Regions from separate parts of the Hordeum vulgare genome. Here region 2 is linked to region 1. Evidence: chromatin contacts called from public Hi-C data. All regions are on one chromosome and are shown on one strand. Each heading gives the region's core, a stretch centred on a gene start, on an enhancer-like site or on the middle of the called end of the contact. The rest is flanking DNA. Distances are from core to core; before and after follow the strand shown. Region 1 has its middle 31 kb from the start of LOC123430644. Region 2 overlaps LOC123427470 (protein IQ-DOMAIN 22-like).

Evidence for each region. Hi-C and Micro-C count contacts between places; a contact is called where the count stands out from the background.
Region 2: a contact with region 1 is called in a Hi-C map of leaf, with 3 times the contacts expected there. The contact joins two enhancer-like sites. A contact is called at or near these places in 2 of 6 Hi-C or Micro-C datasets (leaf and seedling) and 1 of 1 datasets of contacts at active chromatin or transcription factors (embryo).

The regions. Positions count from the first base shown.
Region 1 is chr2H:586,211,808-586,215,198 of MorexV3_pseudomolecules_assembly, reverse strand. No RefSeq gene overlaps it. Among protein-coding and RNA genes, the nearest start is that of LOC123430644, 31 kb to the right of the region's middle. Within about 2 kb of position 1,553, at least 1 of the 3 cell types and tissues checked has open chromatin away from gene starts, as enhancers often do. A contact at or near this core is called in leaf, where this site is marked.
Region 2 is chr2H:586,349,461-586,352,851 of MorexV3_pseudomolecules_assembly, reverse strand. LOC123427470 (protein IQ-DOMAIN 22-like) reads right to left here. Exons shown (of 4, transcript XM_045111524.1): 4 at 3,367-3,391. Among protein-coding and RNA genes, the nearest start is that of LOC123427470, 4.4 kb to the right of the region's middle. Within about 2 kb of position 1,756, at least 3 of the 3 cell types and tissues checked have open chromatin away from gene starts, as enhancers often do. A contact at or near this core is called in leaf, where this site is marked.

The DNA of each region.
Region 1 (3,391 bases), core at 304-2,803:
TTACGGACTAAACCGATTGAAAATTAATACAAACAAACTCACTCAACACGAAGCAAAACGATAACTCACGTAACAGCCAGAATCCTCAACACTTTTACAATGCAACGGAACCCCTTCGAGAAAACTGACAACAACGACTTAAAATACCAAAGCCACGTACAACACGAGAAACCCAACATTATTCATCACGAAATCACCGACGAGAACTCGAGAAACCGACCATTATTCATCACGAAATCACAGATGCCTTCGCTTTCGCATCATCAATCATAGAAACCTCGAGCTGCTCATTTGACAAATATGAATCTTGTTCCTCAGCCGAGGTCACCGATGTGTCCACCTTCATATAATTCATTGACAGACTGAGACGTAGCTCACTAAGCTCGGACATGATCTACAACACCGGAGCCACGAGCAGGGCGATGGACTCACCCTAAGAGGTAAACAATATAAAAAGGAAGGTAGGCATCGACGATGAATTGTGTCCAACATGAGAGGAGAAAGAGCCATATAACTCCACCCCTATCCTTCAGGGAGCAAACACCGACCACACAAGGAGGATGCGACGTCACAGAGGTATGCAACATCAACTTCGACGGGAAAGTGAGCCGGTCGTGGCAGAGCGACACACGCCCAACACCCACGGTGAAGGGCCTTGAAGGGGAGACCCACAGTCGGGCTATCACACTAGCAACATCTCTCGGGGTCCCTCCACCTTGCCATTTTGCAAGTTTTTTTTTCATTCAAATTTTTTCACTCATGTTCGAGGTGAAAAAAATAAAGTACAAAAAAATCATGAAAACATAAGAAACATTATAAAAATAAAATGGGAAAGAGAAGAAAGACCAACAGTGGAGAAGTAGAAGAATCTCGTTGTCTTCGCTCATGTTAGTATTTCAGGTTAGAGTTTCATAATCCTCACACGTATGGTGCTCGGACAGATGATAGTACTTCCTCCTCGAGTTCGTTTGTGTGAACGTAGTTAACGAATCTCCGGCGTAGGTTTCCACCATCTCCTTGGGGTTGTAAAGTTAGGATTTCTTGTTATCTGACGAAATTTACTGTCAGTCGTTTTCTGATCTATGCGAGGGTTGAGCGACGACGACTATGACCCTAGGGTGTTGGTCCTTAATGGCACGTGCAAAAGGAATTTTGGCTATCATCGACAAGATCAAGCCAGCTCCGATAGAAAAGCGGTACGTCGACGGCTCGTTATCTTATAATCTTGATGTAATTTCTATTATATTTGATATTCTTTGTACTTTACAATATATCTGATATTTTTACGAAAAAAATAATATATGACCAACGGCAGACGTGGTAAGCAGTCTCAATAAGAAAAGAAAAGACGTAAAATAGGAAAAGGAAAACAGGGGGAGAAATGCCTGGTGAACCAGCCCAACATGCTGGACACCTATCTAGGTGCTTATATGACAAAACAAACTGATATCCAGAAAATAAAAGGTATCTAGCGCCTTTTTTTGGCATCTCCTATCCAAAGAGCTCCTATACGTTGCGCGCTGCGTTCGATTGGCGCGCCTACACAAGGACAGCCCTCGACAGGTCCGGTCCATTGTGAGATTTTTCACAGTTTTAGCTCATAAGACGTAAATAATTCACAGAATGAACTCGATTTGAAAGTATTTTCGGATCTGACTCTTTTAGAAACGCCAGAGCCCGTGGCTTTGCTGCTTCACGTAGAAACGCCAGTCTATCGTGACGTTTCTGGTCCACATTCAGACGCCAGTCTAGCGTCGCCTTGTAGTCAAACTTAGCAACGCCAGGGGTGCTGGCGTTGCTATCCACGTAGCAAACGCCATTGACAATGACGTTGCAGCATTGGTACGTATGTTCAGCGCGCGCGACGGGTCTCGCGTTGATGATAGGATATGCATGGGATGGGATCGGCGCCGGCTGGCTGCTGCTACCACTAAAGAATAAGCATGTTGCAGGATGTGCAACTAGGCCTATGTCTATTGTACCGCTGACAGGTTGCAGCATTGGTACGTATGTTCAGCGCGCGCGACGGGTCTCTCTTTGCAGCATAGAAATGAAGTGCACTGTCCATGCATACAATTGAAGTGGTAGCAGACTAGTCAGCGGTACAGTGAACATAAGTGGTCAGTTACAGCGTGACACTGGCCAAAAATGACAAGAAACGAACACATAGACATAGGCCCAGTTGCACATCCTGCAGCATGCTTATTCTTTAGTGGTAGCAGCAGCCAGCCGGCGCCGATCCCATCCCATGCATATCCTATCATCAACGCGAGACCCGTCGCGCGCGCTGAACATACGTACCAATGCTGCAACGTCATTGTTAATGGCGTTTGCTACGTGGATAGCAACGCCAGCACCCCTGGCGTTGCTAAGTTTGACTACAAGGCGACGCTAGACTGGCGTCTGAATGTGGACCAGAAACGTCACGATAGACTGGCGTTTCTACGTGAAGCAGCAAAGCCACGGGCTCTGGCGTTTCTAAAAAAGTCAGATCCGAAAATACTTTCAAATCGAGTTCATTCTGTGAATTATTTACGTCTTATGAGCTAAAACTGTGAAAAAATCCGTCCATTGTCTTGCGAAAACAGAGAAAAAATCACTGTAAAATGATTTTGGCTGGGCATTTTTCCCTGTCCGGTTTTAGGCTGTTTTTTTTCTGTTTACATTTAAATTTATCATTTCCGTATTTTTCAATTTTGTGAACTTTCTCAAATCCGTGATTTTTTTATTAAATTCATAAATTAGGGTAAAATCAAATTTGTGAACTTTCTGTCTCAAATTCGTGAACTTTTTTCAACTTCATGAACTATTTCTTGTAAATATGCGATTTTTTTCAATTGCATCAACGATTTTGTCTATGTTTTGTGAAATTATTTCAAATTCATGACCTTTTCCCATCAAGTATGACATTTATTTTTCATTTTTTTGTCTTAAATTTTTAACCTTACTTCAAATTCGTGTACCTTTTAACTCGAACTTATGATAATTTGTAAGTTTGTGATTTTAAAAATTATTGATCTTTTTCCTTTTGGCAAACTTTTTTCCTCGTATACATGAGCTTCTTTTAAATTCATAACGTTTTCCTAATTGCATGGTTTTCTTAGATCCGTAAACTTTTTAAAAATATGTGAACATTTTCCCATATTCATGAACTTTTGCAAATTCGGAGTCTTTTTTATCCCATTCCCTATCCTTCTTTCAAATTTGTGACTTGCAAATCCATTATTTTTATAAATTTGATAACAGTTTTGAAATTGTGTTTTTTTTCAAATCTATAGACATTTTCATTTTCGTAAACGTTTCTCGAATTTGTGAACTTTTCTATGAAATCAGTGAACATGTTTTAACTAAAAAAACGGCTACCTTTTTTTGTGTGAAAAATAATACAACA
Region 2 (3,391 bases), core at 507-3,006, 140 kb before region 1:
TACAGCCGCGAGTGAAAGATGTTGCGACCGATGAGATGACATGCTACAATCAATGAGGGACAACATGCTACAACCAACAAGACTGATGTTGCAACCTGTAGGAAGAAATGTTACAAGTAATGGGAGAAAATGTTACAAGGCCGAGTGAGACTTAGCTAAATCTCAGACGATTGAATTTTAGAAAGCGTGTAAATCATTTTCCTCTAACCCCTATAAGTGACCAGTTAAGTGTCAGTTAGTGGATGAAAAGTGAATTTCACTCGTTTAAACCTCTTTAGGGATTCTAACCCTCCAAGTTATAGCCGCCGTTTCAATTGTACGGCGCTTACCTTCGTTCGGAATTACTTGTCGGGTCAATGTATAAAAATGAATGTACTTTAGATGTAGTTTCTAAAAAACAAAAAAGATCTAAATTGGATGTAGTATCTAAAAACCAAAAAAGATCTAGATATATTTATTTCTATGACAAGTATTTTCGAATGAAGGGAGTGTGTTGGAATAAGCACGGGCTTCCCAGATGTTCTTAATTGCGCCGAGCGGATTTATTCCCTTACGGCTTGTTCGTTTAATACCTTTCCCAAAGGGATTGAAGAGATTTAAAGGGGATTGGAAAGGAATTTGACTTACAAGGAATGTAGTTCCTCATAATCCATTTTAATCCCCGTCAAATCCAATGCAACCGAACAAGGCCTTATGAGTTTTCTTTTTTAAGAGTACAATCCAAAGAGTGCCACACGACCCGGAACAGTTGGTTAGCTAAACCAGCACCATAATCCGCAAGCATGGCCACTTGTGTTATTTAAAAAGTCCCTACCTGTTTGATTTTAGGAACTAAACATGGACCAGATGTTATTAAATGACATGATAAAAGATCATGTTATCTCTATTAATAGAGTAGAGGTTATTAAATGACATGCAAAAAACAAGGACACTTTTAAAAAAAAGTCTCAAAAAGACTCTCCGTTAAAGACTTACTCCCTCCGTCTCAAAATTCTTGTCTTAACTTTGTCTAGATATGGATGTATCTAAATATTAAAACTTGACTAGATACATTCATATCTAAACAAATCTAAGACAAGAATTTTGAGACGGATGGAGTATTTCTTTAGTTTCAAATGCTCACTTTTAATCCCAAGTCCCTCATGTTTGATTTTAATAGGACTAAAAGGATTTTTTATTAGTTTCTATATAAAAAGTCTCTGTAAACAAACACTTCCTGAATAAGCACCATAATCCGCAAGCATGGCCACTGATCATCATCACCACCGGTAAAACACCAAAGATTCTTGCGTCAAGAACAGCCACATGATTGGCCCAGAAAAGGCACTAGGAAGGCATGACCCGTCAATAAAACAGTCTTTGCCTTCGTCTCAACGCCTGCCCATCGTCCCCAAAAACGTCAACAGCGGGAGACGGTTGGAGCGACGGAGCTTTCATTCATTGTTGCTCCTGTCATAACGCCGCACAGCGGCGAGCCATGCCACGCCAGAGCTTCCACGGTCCCCATGGATCGTCTCTAGCTATACCGTGCAATGCATGGGCGCTTAAATTATTGGCGCAGGCACCAAATCCAGCTTAATTAGAACGTACCACGGGCAAGGAATTCTTGTGCAGGGCACGGGCAACTCTGGACGAGCGGAGCTAGCATTCGCACAGCACAGCCAAGGCACTGACAGCTTGGTGGAGGGTACAGCGTACCATCGACTGTATGGATGCTATAGGAGCGCGGCTGGATTGCTGTTGAAGAATGGCAACAAAACTATTAGGGCCGTGACCACCCAACGACCCTCTAGGCCAAGCATGGTCGCGGACTCAGTCCCAGCGCTAGCGTCGAGGACTTCACCGAGGCTATGTTTCCCTTTGGTGCATCCAGTACGTTCCTTTTTAGTAGAAGAAGGTATACGCGGTGCTGCCCGTCAGGAATCTCATCGGCACGCTTCACAATTCCCTTGTATTTTCTCTTCCGTTAGCATGCCCCTAGTAGTTCGTACGAGAATTTCATGTGTTTTTTACTAATCACCGACTCGTGGATCAAGGTCATGCATGCTAGTGGAGTACTCCCTCCGTTCCATAATATAAATCTTTTTAGAGATTGCACTAGAAGACTACATACGAATGTATATAGACATACTTTAGAGTGTACATTCACTCATTTTATTTGTATGTAGTCTCTTAGTGAAATTGCTTAAAAGACTTATATTTAGTAACGGAGGGATAGTACGGAGTGGCGTACAGTGACTACTGTACATGCATCCGGAGACAGCCGGCCATTTTTCTTCAGAGTAATCGCAATCACCGGGTTCGCAGCCACAGCGGCATACTATGCCGGTCGACAGGGACATCGACTAGATGCCAGAGCTACCGCGAGGCCACACGTCGATCGAAACCCGCTGTCAAACTCAAACACGAGATGAAAAACACTCCCTGTCCGATGACGAGCTCCTTGACAACTCGCTCGCTCGCTAGATCCTCTCTGCCTGTTTGCCTCCATTTGTGCGTCCATTATGAAACGAGCCGAAAGCCGGGAGGCGAGGACGGCACTATACCACTAGTCTATTACGGGCGGCGGGCCGAAGCTGGTGCGTGCCGTCCCCAGCCAGCAGCGCCACCCGGCCATCACCATTCACCAATCCAGAATAATTAAGCTAAGCTTCCACCAGTATTGTAATCGTACTATATGATCAAGTTGCAATGGTCTAGGAAAGGTCAGCACAGCACAGCACAGCACAGCGGCGTTGCGTCGCCGGCACCCACCGTCGCCGACGCGGAGATCGATCGCTGTGCCGTACCGCGTGCACCGTCCGTCCGCCATTCGGAGTTCCGCCGGTGCCATCGCGTCATCTGCACGCCGACGTGCGCGTGAGGGCGGATTAATTAGGCTGATTACTAGTTTACTCTAGACTCTCGAGGCTCCACTTACAGTGGTGCCAATTTAGCACATTCCCGTGTCCTATCAGTAGGAGGATCACGGAATGATGTCTTCTTTATTTGTACACTAGGCGGTAGTTAGCCGGAGCCAAATGGAACTGGGTTTGCCCATGCATGTACTGGATTCCAATGGCTACGAGACACCCAACTGCTTTAATTAACAGAGGTAGCAGCTCACCAGATAGGCCCGGGGCCTGAACAGACATACCAAACGGTCCACCCGCTGACACAGCGCGCAGGCGTCAGGCCACCCCACTGGCTAACCGTACTGTACCCTCTGTACTAACACGGTCCCTGTTGCCACCGAGAGCCCGTGACATACTGCATGCACCCAAATCCAATCCTCCTCCATCCGTGCAGGTGTACGAGTAGTGAGCAACTGAGCAACGATCAAACAAGATTGCCTACGATCTTGACCCAGTTCACATGACACGCTCATACAGCAACTTACACTCTTTTTTTT